Regions from separate parts of the Zea mays genome. Here regions 2 and 3 are each linked to region 1. Evidence: chromatin contacts called from public Hi-C data. All regions are on one chromosome and are shown on one strand. Each heading gives the region's core, a stretch centred on a gene start, on an enhancer-like site or on the middle of the called end of the contact. The rest is flanking DNA. Distances are from core to core; before and after follow the strand shown.

Region 1 (4,985 bases), core at 1,057-3,556:
GCAGCTGGAAATTTGAGTTTTGACATGCAGTGCAAACATTGTGAAAAGGTGATTCTTGGGTGATGTGTGATCACGAGCCTTAACTTTTACAAAAATATTGCCTAATGTAGTGCACAGGATCAATCAATTCCATGGCTTTCACTAATTCAGATTCATCTCAAGATCTTGCCTGCTCATCCTATTGTTCTTCCCTGTTCATAGTCTTTATCTATACTAGGGTTAGATATGGATGTCTCGTACTAGTTATACAATTCAAATTTATCTTGGCAAATATGTTGGTTTTCTTTTGTTCAAGGTTTATGTAGTCATAGTATGATATTACTAAGCACAACCACTCACGGTGTCTGACATGTATTGATTTCTTTTTTTTGTTACAGGAGTCAATAAATAGCTCGGTGTCTGACATGTATTGATTTCTTCCTTTTGTTACAGGAATCAATAAATAGCTCTCTGTTGAACTTGTTAACATACCCATGGATAGAGAAGAGGGTGAATGAAGGTACTTTGAATCTCCACGGAGGCTACTACAACTTCGTTGATTGCACATTTGAGAAATGGACATTATTGTACCGTGAAGGGTTGGAAGGTGGAAGCAAGTACGCTATAAAGAATAGGTCCACCTGGTCTTGACCAATGAAGGCCTCATTTACTTGGGTAAATTTCACTCTGCGCCCTGCAGTTAAGCATGGTTTTGCTTTGCCACTACGCTGTGCATTTCCGTCGCACCTTTGCTCCATTGTGGTATTGATGTCCTGCAGAAGCGAGTCCCTGTATCAAATAACTGTGTCCATTGCGATGCATGGCACTATGGCACTAGCATGTCAGCTTGCTGTAGTATTGCATACTCACGGGCAGGTGCATCGGCATTGTAGTTGTAGCAGCTATTGTTTGATACGTACAGGAACTCTCCACTGTGGAAGCACAAAGCCACAATGGAGTGAGGTGCGACGCAATGAACAATATGGTGGCAAAGTGAAAGTCTGTGGAACTACCGGGGGGCAAAGTGGATTTTGTGCAACTATTTGTGTGTCGTTTTCCGGTTGATACCATTGAGAAAATACGAATAAGTTACAGGATCAGTCATAGTGCATGTAATTGTCGCCACATTTGGCGTTACCTTGTTATTGTAATTGTAACATTTGTACCATTTGTTGTATCATTATAACTGTGAGATACAATACAAATATTATACGGTCTCGGCAAATTTGCTTGATGACAGTGTTGTTCGTTCGGAAGAGTCGGCAATGCAAATTCTGTGATATTCCACATGTTCCAACTAAAAAAGTACGAGTAGCACCATGGGAGACATGTCACACAGTACCCCTTCCCTTCCGTCTCCCATCACTCCATCAGTCAGTCACTTCTACGGCGCCACTGTCGTAAACCCTAGCGAGGTGCGCCGAGAAGCGCTGCCTCTTGTAGCACTCGGCGCCGAGCATCTCCTCCCGGCTGAGCAGCACGGCCCGGAGCGCCGCCTGCAGCGCTGGCCGTGACGACGTCGACGTTCCCTCGCCATCGTGGTGCCGCCCGCCGACGTCCAGCTCCAGGACGCTCCGCGTCCTCCCGCCGACGGTGGCTATCTCCGCGCGCACGGCCCTCGCGCTGACGGACCGCACGGCGCGGCCCAGCTCGGACATGAGCCCCGGGCGGTCGGCGCAGCACACCCACGCCCTGACGCGCCTGGCGGCCCTCTCCCCGCCGTGGCAGAAGCGGTGCTGGTGGCCCTCCTCGACGCCGACCTCGTCGCCTTCCCCCGGGACGGCCACTGCCGCGCCCGCCGCCGCGGCGTCCGCCTCGCCCCGCAGCTCCCGCACGTGCCGCACCACCTCCCCTAGCAGCGCCGCCTTGTCCATCTGCATGATTAATTCGTACACGCACACGTACGTAACCGTGTTCGCTATCGAGTTCGATGATGAACTGCCACGTACGGTCAGCTCCTGAAGAGCAAGGACGTGACGTCAGTCTTACGTACCCGCGACGCCGCAGGGAGGAGGGTGCGGAGCGTGGCGAGGTGGGCGTTGATGCGCTGCCGCCGCTTCCGCTCCGCCTCGCTGTGGCTTCTGCCCGTCCCGCTCCGCGTCGTTGCTGCCAGCGGTGAGCACTCCCGGTCCATCGCCACCTCCGCTGCTTCGTCAATCCCGACAGGCACCACCGTGTTGCTTGAGCCTTTAGCTGTTTCTTTCTTTTTTTTTGAAAGGAAGAGAGGCGGGAAGCCGATGGCTTGCGAAGTCGCGAGTACGTGCGAAGCTGCGAACACGGCAACAGCCAACAAGCTAGCTAGCTCACACGTCTGGCTAGCTCTCGATCGTTTCCGGCCGGGTGCCGGACTGCCGATCGATCGAGCTGTTAAATAAGGGAGGCCCCCCGCGGCTGCCGACACGGCTTGGCTGCGACTGCGAGCCGCGGCGGAGGCGCCGGCACACGGCAGCGTTGGCGCATCGGTCTGCGGCGCGGTCGGGTCGGGAGGAGGAAAAGTTGCATGCGGTCGCCGTCGGTTTCACGACTTTTCTCGCCTCGCTGGACGAAAGGCGATCGGCCGGCAGCGGCGACTGCAGCGGCTTCACGTCTGTCTGTCGCCGAGGCAAGTAAAGCTCCCTGGTGTGTGTGTGTGTGTGTGTGGCAGCCCGAGTTCCCGCTGTGATCGCTGCTCTCGTCTCGCCACGGACCTTTGCATAGCGTGGTTTGCCGGAAGCAGCGCAGCGAAAAAAACGTCGGCCGACACGGCGCTGCGCCGCGACAGTTGCTCCATTGTTTTTTTCCTGATCGTGGTAAACGACCGTCTGATGCGATTGTCGGCTCTCGGAGCATGCCACCGTGCTGTTTTCTGTGCGATTGACCGGTCTTTATGCAAGCAGCGCCATTTTCTGTGCGATGTATCTCTGTGATTTGCCGTCTGTCCGTCCATTAGCTAGTGCGGCACAAGGCAGTTAGGCTGGCTCGCCGGTACGGATAAACGGGCGTGCAAACGCTCTTGTGCGTCGTAGACAGCGTGGTGTTCAAAATTAATAGACGTTTACTCACGCCATCAAGAATTAGTTCTGTAATTAAAGACTGCATTTAATACTTATAATAAGCATTCAAACATCCTATGATAAACTTTACTGTAGTCCTAGAATCAAACGCTCTGTCACCACGAGTCCAGCGGCCGTCGTTGCCAATGAGTAAATGACCTACCGAGCGTACTCCTACGTTAGCTCTGTTCTTGCTGGCCTGGCTTGCGTGCGCTCCGCGAAGGCCAAGTAGGCAAGTACTGCTGCACGAAAACGGGTCCCGTCCGTGCAAAGAGGCAAAGAGCACTGCTTGGCGTAAATCCCCAACAGTGGTCAAACCTCCTTGAGCTAGCTTTTTTTTTTTTTGCCGTTGCTTCTTCCCAAGATCCAGTAAAATGTCGAGGCCAGCTTTTTCACCCCCGGCCGGCAAAACGACGAGCAAAAAACGGTGCGGACGACAAGAGACGACCACTAGTACTCGCTTTCACCGTGTCCTCCATGCCTCCTCCCCCCCGCCCCGACGCACTGTATCTGTAACAACGATCGAGCGCCCCGGCCGCTTTAGGTTTACAGAAAGCGCGAGCGGCCAAGCGAGTGGAGTGGAGTGACGAAAGTGGGGGTGAAAAGTTTGCTAGCACTACACCACGCCAGCAGAACACACCACATGATGACGATGATGATGATGTGTACAGTGTGGCCTCGCGTCTCCGGCGGTCTTGGCCTTGGGGCATCGTCGGGCGGCATCGTGCGCGCATCTCGAGACGCAACCGGCAGGAAGCTGGCAGGGACATCGTGCACGTACGTGAGGGGGACACGGACGCCTGGCCCTTGAATCCCTTTTGCTCCGTCTTGGGCTGGCATGCAGTGTACGTAACCAACAGGCAACAAGGGGGGTGTGCGGCACCGCAATGCTGCTGCCGTCAATGGCGTGCAGTGCAGGGGGTCCTCTGCGGAGGAGGCATCGCGTCATTGCTTGCTTGCCGACAGGCCCGGGGTGGTAGCTAGCGGGTACGGAGTACGTCGTCGTTCGTTCGTCGGTCGTCGCAGGCATCGATCGCGTCCGTCGGTCGTCGGAGGAGACAGCCTCTGGGGGACGTCGGGTCCCGCCACAACGAATCATCGGCGAGTCGGCTGTCGGCGTCCCACGTCGTTGGGGGTCCGGCCGATTGATCGTCGGCTTGCCATGAACTGCGGGCTGCTGCTGATGGCCTGGTCCTGGCGGGAGGTCTTGGAGCACCCCTAATTAAGGCACATCACATGAGCCTATTAGCCTGGTCGGCGTCTGAGACAAGAAGCTCGTCAGAGTTAGGGTTCCGGAGTTAGGAGATAATATATACCCACCCTACCGGCGGCTGTAGGAAAGGGTTTAAGGACGGTGATCTTGTAGTGACACGATAGTGGTGGCTGTCGAGTTAGCTGTAGGACAAAGAGGCGGAGACGCCGCCCACGGGGTGACATGAGGACGTTGCGGCGAACTGAGCGCCGGCTACCCTGCGATTCGGAGAGGACGGGATCGACGGGGACGTGGAGGCGGGGGGTTTCGTGAAGCAGAGGAGTGCATTACACGAGGAAGAAGAAGGGTTAACGTGCGTCGTCCTTCGAGCATCGCAGCACGGCAGAGCGGTTCTACAAGTACGTACGTATATCATTCTGAGCAATTTGGGTGCAAAATTGAAACGCCGAATCCGCCTGAAATTTATCACCAGCTCGTGAAGGTCCACAGAGGATCCGAAAGACCACCAGTTTTTTGACAGAGGGGAACACCCCCTATTTCATTAAGATAGAAACCTAAACAAGTTTTTTTTTACAATACCACTGTCTTAACCATTCACCAAAAGCCGACAAGACTACCATAACTATCAGCTACGCAGGGGTTAAGCCCAACTAAGGGAACGCAGTATTCCAGAAGTATCAGAAAGAGACAAACTAGAGACAAGTCCAAAAGCAGTCTGGATCAGCCACCAACAGCGACGACAAAAGCTAGGTTTTTATCTA
Region 2 (4,364 bases), core at 727-3,226, 230 kb before region 1:
CACCGTTCCTCTTAATTGAGGGAAGAAAAAGAAACCTTTTTGAAGTTGATCAGGGGGCAGGTCCTGCATAGACATGAAATTCACACATTAAATATGTAAAGCACCTCTCATACAAGATGCAGAGACATGAAACGCCTCGCTCAGCATGATGATCTCATCAAGTGAAGAAAACAGCTACCTTGGTCTTTTTAATTGACACCAAGCATGCAGCCATAAAGGAAGTCATCCCATCAACCACATCCTCCTGCTTAACCAGTACATATCCATCATCTGAGCCACCATCTTCCCATAAATCCACTGACGTTATTATATCCCATGATGTATCAGGTTCAACTGTGCCAAAGAACAGAGAAGTTTTCGAAGTACAGTGGTTAGTATTTTCAAGAAAAAATAGAGCGAAAGGAACATATCTGAGTTCATATCGGGTCATTTTTACCATCTGCTGTGTACTTTTTATAGTAGTAATGTATTCAATCCAGTGGCAGCTTACCTGCACCATTCTGACCTACTGACTTCTGAATACCATTGAGCTTTTGAAGGAACTCGAGCGATCCAACCTTAGATTTAAGAAGATCACACATCTGCTAGGTAAAAGCAGGTTGTTTTAGTTGTAGGGCAGCGAAAATTCGGTAATCTACTTCGCCACTCCAAAGAGATTTCCATAAGGACCATGGCAATGAGACTGCTCAGCCCACATTCCAGATAGGAAGCTGGAAATACATATTAGGGATACTGGCATACTGCAGACATGACTTGGCCTAAACTAACAACAAACTGTTCTCACAACATCTTGGAAAGATCTATTTACAACAATCAGGAGTCGTTCGAATATCTGATTTTATACCACTATTTTGGCACCCAGCACTGTCCGCTTGACTTTAATCCGTATCGGTTTCTACTACTTCTACAATGTTTTTGTCTCTATAGATTGCAGCTGCAGCAGTCCAAACAGTCGGCTTTAATCCGAAGCAAGACATCACTGGCATAGCAGATAACAAATGTAGTCACCAAAGTCAACTAAATGATAAATCAGCATCATACTGGCAGTAATGGAAGTATACACATAATACTTTCTACACAGAAAGCTACTAATGACAGATACCTTTTTAGTCTCACCACAGCACAGAAACAGTGATTACAGTACTGAAGTAATTTCAAACTACCAATCCAACTTAGGTGTTGTTTGTTTGAGATTATATAATCTAACTTATTTCATTTAGTTTAAAATAAGTTAGTCTGAACAAACAGGCTCTTAGGTCCTCACGTATTTATCAAGCACTTAGTTTCAATTTGTAGTGGCCAAAAATAAATTGTAGCTGATATCAATTCAATTACGCAATTTACTAATTCAGTTACGCCTATTGCAACGACTTATACGCAATTTACCGATTCAGTTACGCCTGTTGCAACGACTTATACTTCGGAAATCCAAATCCTAGTTCCCGGAACCCTCAACGTGCCCAGAAGAACTCGTGAGGGATCAGGACGCCTCCTGCTCACCTGGGCCGTCTCGTAATCGGAGTCACTCGCAACCGACGACGTCTCCGCCCCATATCCATTGGCACCGACATCGGCCTCGCGGTCCTCGCCCTCCGGCGGAGCTGCTGTGGTCTCCTCCGAGAGAGAGACGCCGAGATCGGCGTCGGCATCGCGCAGCATCTCAACCGCCCGCTGGACCTGCTCCAGTGCCTCCTTCAGCTCCCGCTTCCGCACCCTCCTTACCTCCGGCGACAACCGGCGCTCCACAGCCGGCGAGGAGGAGGTTGACGAGGGCTCCATCACGGGGACCGAACCCTGTAGCCGGCGACGGTGGCGACTATGGATTGGGATTCGGGATCCCGCGGCCTATACGAAGAAGTAGAAGATGATTGATCTGTTTGGCTAATCGTTGCGTAATAGCGTTGGATTGGCGTGTAGCTTGAAAAAGCAGCCAAGTGGGCCCGTGCCGTGGGTATCGCCTGTCGGTTAAGGCTTTCTTAGGCAACACAATATTTCTTTTTAATCCCAAGACAATACAATGATATCTTATCATATTATGATATTTTAGATTAAGAGCACGTTTGTTTCCCTTTATTTTGAGAAATTAGAATCTAACTAATATAGTAAGCTATTTTTTAGAATATAATATTCCAAAACTTTCCAAATTGTATATATAAGCCTCACAAATTTATGAGGTAAAAGATGAAAATCAATTCTATAGATTTACATGCTACTTTTCTAATTTATAATTTATAGCATACTCTTCTACTTGTTTCTCTATAGTATATAACTCTCTCATATGATTATAATATGCAAATATATTAAATAGACAAATATATTAACTTAATTAATTTTTTCTAAATTATAATGATTAGAATGGAATTCAATTCCAATAAAATAAACGGGGCTTAAAAGACGTTTGTGAGTATATCTAAAAACTTTGTATTTTAAACCATGATTTTATTAATACCATAATTTTTTGGGGTTTTTTTTGTTTCAGGCCAAGTTTTTAGCTTGCGCCTAGCTATAGTCTTCTATTCTCTTGCACTTAGGGCTGGACGAAAAACTCGTAGCTCGTTAACTCGCTCGACTCGACTCGATAGTGGCTCGACTCGACTCGTTTATTATTTGTAACGAGTTGAGCTTGTGTTTCAACTCGCTATGATAACGAGCCAACTCGAGCTGGCTTGCGAGCTGACTCACGAGCCAAATGAGTTGGAGTAATTAGTCAAATCACAACAATCTCCGATCAAAATAGTTAAATCTTCTACTCTACTATAGTTAATCTTGTTCTTTGTTGAGTGTGGAACCTTAAGTTGCAAACTCTATTCTTTTTTCTAAATAGACCTCCTTCTTTTCTTTTGCTACATGTTTTTATATCCGTTCGTAGACACCAGACATGGTATTATCGAGCTGGCTCGCGAGCTAAAAGAGCCAGCTCGAGTCGGCAAACGAGTCGAGCCGAGTTGGATCTTTAGCTCGTTAACATAACGAGTCGAGCCGAGCCAGCTCGATATCCACCCCTACTTACACTACTACTGAAATATTTGTCTCCAAATAGGTGTTGGATTGTACTAATATTAAAAATACTATAATTATATTATAATATACAATAAATTGTGGTTTTAAAAACAGAGTTCTCAAATAGTTCCTAGGGCCGTTTTTATAGAAACTGTTAAAACTCTGATATTTGGCTTGACACGGGCATACCACATATGGCTCAAGGGTCGATGTTGTGACGAAGTTTAGATGGGCCTAACTCAACAACCTAACTGAGGTGGCCATTCTGAGTTTATGACGCGGGCTACAGGTCGACGCACGTTGTGGGCCAACAACGGTATTCCTCTAAATGGCCCGGAATCCAAACCAAGGCCTTCATCACAACTTTCGGTTAGTGATAGATTGAAGGGATTAAATCCCTCTCTATTTAAGTTTATCCCATCCAATCTTCTTTAACCTCTACAACTAGAGATAGCAATGGGTACCCGAATAGCCGACGGGTTTTATCTGATATGTAGGCAGGTATGTGACGATTTCTATACACGGGTATATTAATAGGCAACAACCTCTACTCGTTGGGTAGACAGGTACGGAACTACAGGTACGGGTGGATACTATCCATACCCGTATACCCCGTGGGTAAAATATACCCGTATCATACATATATTATTATCTAATAAAGTTCATCGTAGTGAAAACAAAACCTTTCTTCGGCTTTAAGTATCAAGTTATGTAATTCTATGGTTTGTTATATTTCAAGTTGAACTCAATTTTGTGCAATTATTTGACATTTTGAGTGATCGGAATATTAGAATCTAAGACCTTCTTAGCAGGTACAGTTTATCGGGTAAAATTACCTGCACGGGTACGTGTATAAGCAAGATTTTATACCCGCGAGCCTCCATCCCAAACACAACCGAAACATAAGGGGAGATAAATCCACCACAACTTTGTGACACTTCAGTTCAATGTGCTACACATAGGCTGTAGCCTCCATCCCAGCGCACACATGATTAAACGAGAGGTTGCCCCCATTCTTCAATATTTACTAGGTATATGCTCGTGCGTTGCCACAGAAAACACATAAAATCATTATATATGTGGTACCACAAATTAAACAAAGTGAAAAACATGAACTATTTATACACATGATACTGTAAATCAAACAACATATCATAACATGAGACTTCTCGATCTAAATTAGGTATATATAAAATTTACATGATCTTAACAACACAGTGTTTCAATACACTTAAGATTTTGAATGATAAAGGTCAATACAACAGACACCAACACTGCAAAAATTTAAAAAGAATAATAACAACTTTTATCAAAAGATAGACACAATAACCCAGCCACAACTATCCAAAAGGTTTAGAGCAGCA
Region 3 (4,977 bases), core at 741-3,240, 220 kb after region 1:
AAAACCAACAAATAACCTTTCATTTTTCTGTTAGTGTGACAAATCATTGTTCCTCCATCCAATTCAGTAACCTCAAATACCATAGAGTCCATTGCGCCAATGTGGTCTCATAAACGACCTAATTCTTGCAAGAGCCAAGAACGCCGTGCCGTGTTTGGGCTGTAGCCTCAGCCTGTAGTGCTGGTCCGGCCTGACACGATTATATATTTTTTATTTTAAAAAAACGTATATACACATATATAATTTATATTCAATATTAAAAACATCTGAGCATGGTGTTCTATTGGTTAGACAACTTTATCTAGTGTCTCCTGCCCTTCTTTCATTAGGACATGGGTTCGAATAGGGGTGGAAACGAGCCGAGCCGAGCCAGGCTCGGCTCGGCTCGGTACGGCTCGGTGTTGTGACGAGCCGAGCCTGGCTCGGCTCAATTATCTGACGAGCTTGAGAAACTGGCTCGGCTCGGCTCGACGGAGGCTCGCGAGCTGGCTCGAGCCGGCTCGCGAGCCTGCTACGCCCACCGTACAGTGCCTGCAGTATGCAGAGGGTGAAGGCCGAGCGTCGCGCGACTGCCGTGCCGACAACACTGTAGAGGGCAGAGGCCGGAGGTGTTGGGGCTCGGGGTCGGTGGGCCGTCCAGGAGACGACATCGAGCAGTCGGAGTCGGGGGTCGGCCACCGCCCGTCGGTGCTCGCCTGCTCGGCTACGGTAGGAAGCAAGAATGAGAGAGGTCGGGGACTTGGTGTCGAGCAGTTGGGGTCGGCCACCACCGGCCGGCGGCGACAGGACGCAAGACTTGGCGGGCGGCAGGAAGCAAGAGCAAGAGAGAAGCTCGGCGGCGCAGGAAGCAAGAGAGAGACGCTCGGCGGCGCAGGACGCGAGAGATAGACGCTCGGCAGCTGTAGGAAGCAAGACGCGGTGGGGCACGGTAGGTCTGCTGCTTGGCTCTCAATTCGGCCAGCGGAGGGCATTGGGCCTTAGTGACTGACTGGCTTTCGAAATTGGGCTGGGCGGCTGACAGGCCCGTTCGGCCGGGCATGTTCCAATCCAGGTGGCCGGCTCGCGAGCGACTTGCGAGCTCGCACGAGCTGGCTCGGCTCGGCTCGGTCGTTTCCCGAGCTGAAAAATGCGGCTCGGCTCGGCTCGACAGAGGCTCGCGAGCCGACCCGAGCCGACCCGAGCCTGGCCGAGCTCGAGCCAGCTCGTCGAGCCCGAGCTTTTTTCCCAGCCCTAGGTTCGAACCCCATCTCTTGCACCATTTTTAACATTTTACGCTGATTTAATCAAATGGACCGACGGGTTGGTCCGACACAGTCAGCAGACTGTGGCCCGCGGGCGTCTGGTCCACCGTTTGGCTATCTATAGGCGTGCAACGGATTAATTTGAAATAGCTGTGAGGGGTTATTTGTAGACGACTGTTTAAACTGGTGCTTTAAGTATAGTATAGATATAGATATCATTATCTGGCATTCTTAAAATATTATGAGGCCAAATTTAAAGTTACTAACAGGATGACTTCACCTAACTTATTTAGGGCGAAAAATATTTCGACCGAAAGGACTGAGCGAAGCAAGATGAAGCTTTATTCTTTTTGCTAGCGTGTCCAGAAATTCGCCAAAAGCCGTGACGCAAAATCCAATGGATGACGTAAGCTTGGGCGTGCATTCTGAGAGATTTCACCTCGGCCTATGCAAATCTTATGTTTTCTGCGACGGCTGGCTTGACTGTATTCTTTAACGGTGCAGGTAAGATCGCAATTTACGCCTAGTTACATGATCCCGACGGGTAAACTCAAATCAACCATGGACAATGACTCCTTAATGAAAAGCTCTTCTCGGAGAATCCAGAGCACCTTTGGAGAATCCGAGTGGCATTTCTATGCGTCGGTAATAATCTTAGCTTGTTTCTGAGTACACCTATAAAGAACACATCAGGACCACGCCAACACCAGCACAACGCCCTCACGGCATTTCTCATTCGGCAAAGATGATGATGAGGACGAACACTCTCTTCCTCCTCTCGCTCGCCATTCTCCTGGGCACATCGCTCGCCGTCACCGATGTGTCGCAGGAGGCCCAGCTCAGCAAGTTCATGACGACCAGGGCCTTGAAACGGCTGACGACGAAGAGGCCCAGGGTGAACGGGCCCGAGGAAACCGACCCATGGGCCGACCCTAGCGCCTTCGCCCACCTGGCCGAACGCTGCAAGGGCCCGCCAAGCGGCAGCAAGGAGGCCGACAGGGTCCTGGGGCTGCCGGGCCAGCCGCCGCGCGTCAACTTCCGGCAGTACTCCGGGTACGTGACGGTGAACGAGGAGCACGGCCGCGAGCTGTTCTACTACTTCGTGGAGTCCCCCCACGACGCCGCCTCTAAGCCGCTCATCCTGTGGCTCAACGGAGGTAAAATTGATCGAACACGGCCGGGGTCGTCCTACTCCAGCATATACATATATATAGCTCTCGTCCAGGGACGACGACGACGACTTGTCTCACCGGCCGCCGTTTCCTGGACGTACTACGCGTGTACGTGCGCTGCAGGGCCAGGATGCTCGTCGCTGGGATTCGGGGCCATGAAGGAGCTCGGCCCCTTCCGCGTCAACCCCGACGGCACCCTGAGAAGGAACAAGCACTCATGGAACAACCGTACGTGAAGCGATCTTGTTTTATTTGTTGGCGGCGCCGCACGTACGTAGCATAGACCATGCATGGTAGTGTTTGGCAGCGTGGACTGACGAGACTGGATGTATATCACGGCGTGCTTTCTGGCAGTGGCTAACGTGATCTTCCTGGAGTCGCCGGCGGGCGTCGGGTTCTCCTTCTCGAGGAACGCCACCGACTACGACACGGTCGGCGACAGGCGGACCGCCGAGGACACGTACGTGTTCCTCGCCAAGTGGCTGGACAGGTTCCCGGAGTACAAGGGCCGCGCCTTCTACGTCACCGGCGAGAGCTACGGCGGGCACTACGTCCCGGAGCTCGCCACCGTCATCCTGTACATGAACCGCTTCCCGGACTTGCTGACTCCCATCAACCTCCAAGGCATCTTCGTGAGTGCTGCTTATTATTAGCCAGAGTTCCCGGCCTTCACCGTCTGTCTGCGTGTGTGCATATATGTTTCCGTACGTCGATCTGAACCGGCGATCTCGTTGTTATAGTTCGGCAACCCGTTGCTCGACGATTACCTGAACGGGAAGGGGGAGCTGGAGTTCCTCTGGAGCCACGGCGTGATCTCCGACGAGGTGTGGGCGCGGATCCTCGCCAACTGCACCTTCACCCCCTCCGACGACTGGCCGTGCTTCGTGGCGGCGCACTCGTTCCAGAGAGGGAACATCGACAAGTACGACATCTACGCGCCGGTGTGCCTGCAGTCTGACAACGGCACCTATTACTCCAGCAGCCACGTACGTGACCCTCTTCACCCTCTGCAATACAATCCGCCACGCAAAACCTCGATGGGTCTCGCGTGCTGAGGATTGGGATTTCTGGTCTGTTTGTCAGTCGCTGCCCGGCTACGACCCCTGCAGCTACTACTACATCGAGCCCTACCTTAACAACCACGCGGTGAAGCAAGCTCTGCACGCTCGGGTGGACACCAACTGGACAGGCTGCAGGTAAAGTGCCGTGCCGACCTGAATGTATTTGTATTCTCAGCACTGTCTCTGATGCCTATATATCTACTCTTTGGGTTTGGATCCAGTGAAGATTTGGCGTGGAACGACGCCCCCGAGTTCATGGTGCCAATCATCAAAAGGCTGATCAACGAAGGGCTCAAAGTATGGATATACAGGTACTGACTCTTTGCCTTCAGTTCTGAAAAGAAAACATGACAGTTCTAAGTTCCGCCAACCAGAAAGCAGAAGCGCATAACCACTTTCCCCCCCCCCCCCCCCCCCCCCTCTCCCCCGATACTGTTCTGCAGCGGCGATTTTGATTCCGTGTGCTCGATCACCGCAACGCGGTTCTCTGTCAATGACCTCAACCTGACCGTCACCACGAAGTGGCGCCCCTGGTACACTCCTGACAGCGAGGTAAGAAGGTTATTCAGAACAGGGAGAAAAAAAAAAGATAGATAGATAGAAACAGTTTCGATTCAGATAGATAGAAATAGTTTCGATCCAGATGTAATTTGGGATGGCAACGGACGTACGCAGGTAGGAGGCTATGTTCAGCAGTACAAAGAAGGCTTTACTTTCGCGTCAGTAAGGGCAGCTGGCCACTTGGTCCCTACTATCCAGCCGAAGAGGTCACTCGTTCTGCTCTACGCTTTCCTGAAGAACATGCTCCCTCCTGCTGACATCTCGAACTGAACAACTGATGAGCATTCGCATTTGCACTTCTGGCTCCGTCTGGGATGATTGATCAGGATCAGGTCCCTCCTTTTTTTTTACTTGATTACACAATGTCTCGTTGCGTAGAAGGACGTACGCTGAGAAGCTCTGTAATGGGTGCCCAGTTGGTGTTCATCCCAAAAAACGAATAAAGAGAATTTTACAGCCTTCCTTTTGCTGCATGATAATCCTAGAATTACAGTCGTAGCGTTTTGGCCTAAAGTTTGTGGCGAGCGAGATGAATTGTAAAAATGCAACTTTTGATGGCTAACTATTAACTCTAGTAAATTCAAACACATTGTGGCGTGTGTGGTCGTGGGGGTCATCTCTAGTGTTGGCATCAAATGAATGAATCCTACTGCGAGGAACCTTCGTTCTCAGCAATGGCAGCTACATACTGCTTTCTACAAGATTAATCCAAACTGATACCTGGATACCAGTATGACCGATCGTATAAACTAGTGATCTCGATCGTCTGGCCGTACGCGAACGCTATCACGATGGTGAGCATATCCATGTGGACAATGCAATGGACCATGTTTGTGTACTTTGTATATTGTTCATCCTCCCATTAGTTACTCTTCATACTAATTAATATAAACCGTTGCATGATCACAGAGCAGACTCAAGCCGGACCGAATATATTGCAGG

The links. Hi-C and Micro-C count contacts between places; a contact is called where the count stands out from the background.
Region 2: a Hi-C map of tassel shows a contact between it and region 1, with 8 times the contacts expected there. The contact joins the promoter of LOC103634599 here to the promoter of LOC100274144 in region 1. A contact is called at or near these places in 15 of 25 Hi-C or Micro-C datasets (bundle sheath, ear, endosperm and 5 more).
Region 3: a Hi-C map of leaf mesophyll shows a contact between it and region 1, with 2.9 times the contacts expected there. The contact joins the promoter of LOC103647494 here to the promoter of LOC100274144 in region 1. A contact is called at or near these places in 7 of 25 Hi-C or Micro-C datasets (ear, endosperm, leaf and 3 more).

Annotation. Positions count from the first base shown.
Region 1 is chr2:192,292,051-192,297,035 of Zm-B73-REFERENCE-NAM-5.0, reverse strand. LOC100274144 reads right to left here and starts at 2,306. Exons shown (of 2, transcript NM_001359714.1): 1 at 1,973-2,306; 2 at 1,236-1,853. The coding sequence starts at 2,113. The coding sequence ends at 1,350. It overlaps LOC100272439 (carbonic anhydrase), which reads left to right. Exons shown (of 9, transcript NM_001359716.1): 8 at 1-48; 9 at 433-1,181. The coding sequence ends at 630.
Region 2 is chr2:192,519,909-192,524,272 of Zm-B73-REFERENCE-NAM-5.0, reverse strand. LOC103634599 reads right to left here and starts at 1,976. Exons shown (of 6, transcript XM_020548511.3): 1 at 1,501-1,976; 2 at 491-581; 3 at 179-333; 4 at 36-63. The coding sequence starts at 1,779.
Region 3 is chr2:192,069,598-192,074,574 of Zm-B73-REFERENCE-NAM-5.0, reverse strand. LOC103647494 (serine carboxypeptidase 1) reads left to right here and starts at 1,990. Exons shown (of 8, transcript XM_035965419.1): 1 at 1,990-2,398; 2 at 2,537-2,641; 3 at 2,768-3,045; 4 at 3,154-3,399; 5 at 3,497-3,614; 6 at 3,701-3,785; 7 at 3,918-4,026; 8 at 4,150-4,870. The coding sequence starts at 1,990. The coding sequence ends at 4,305.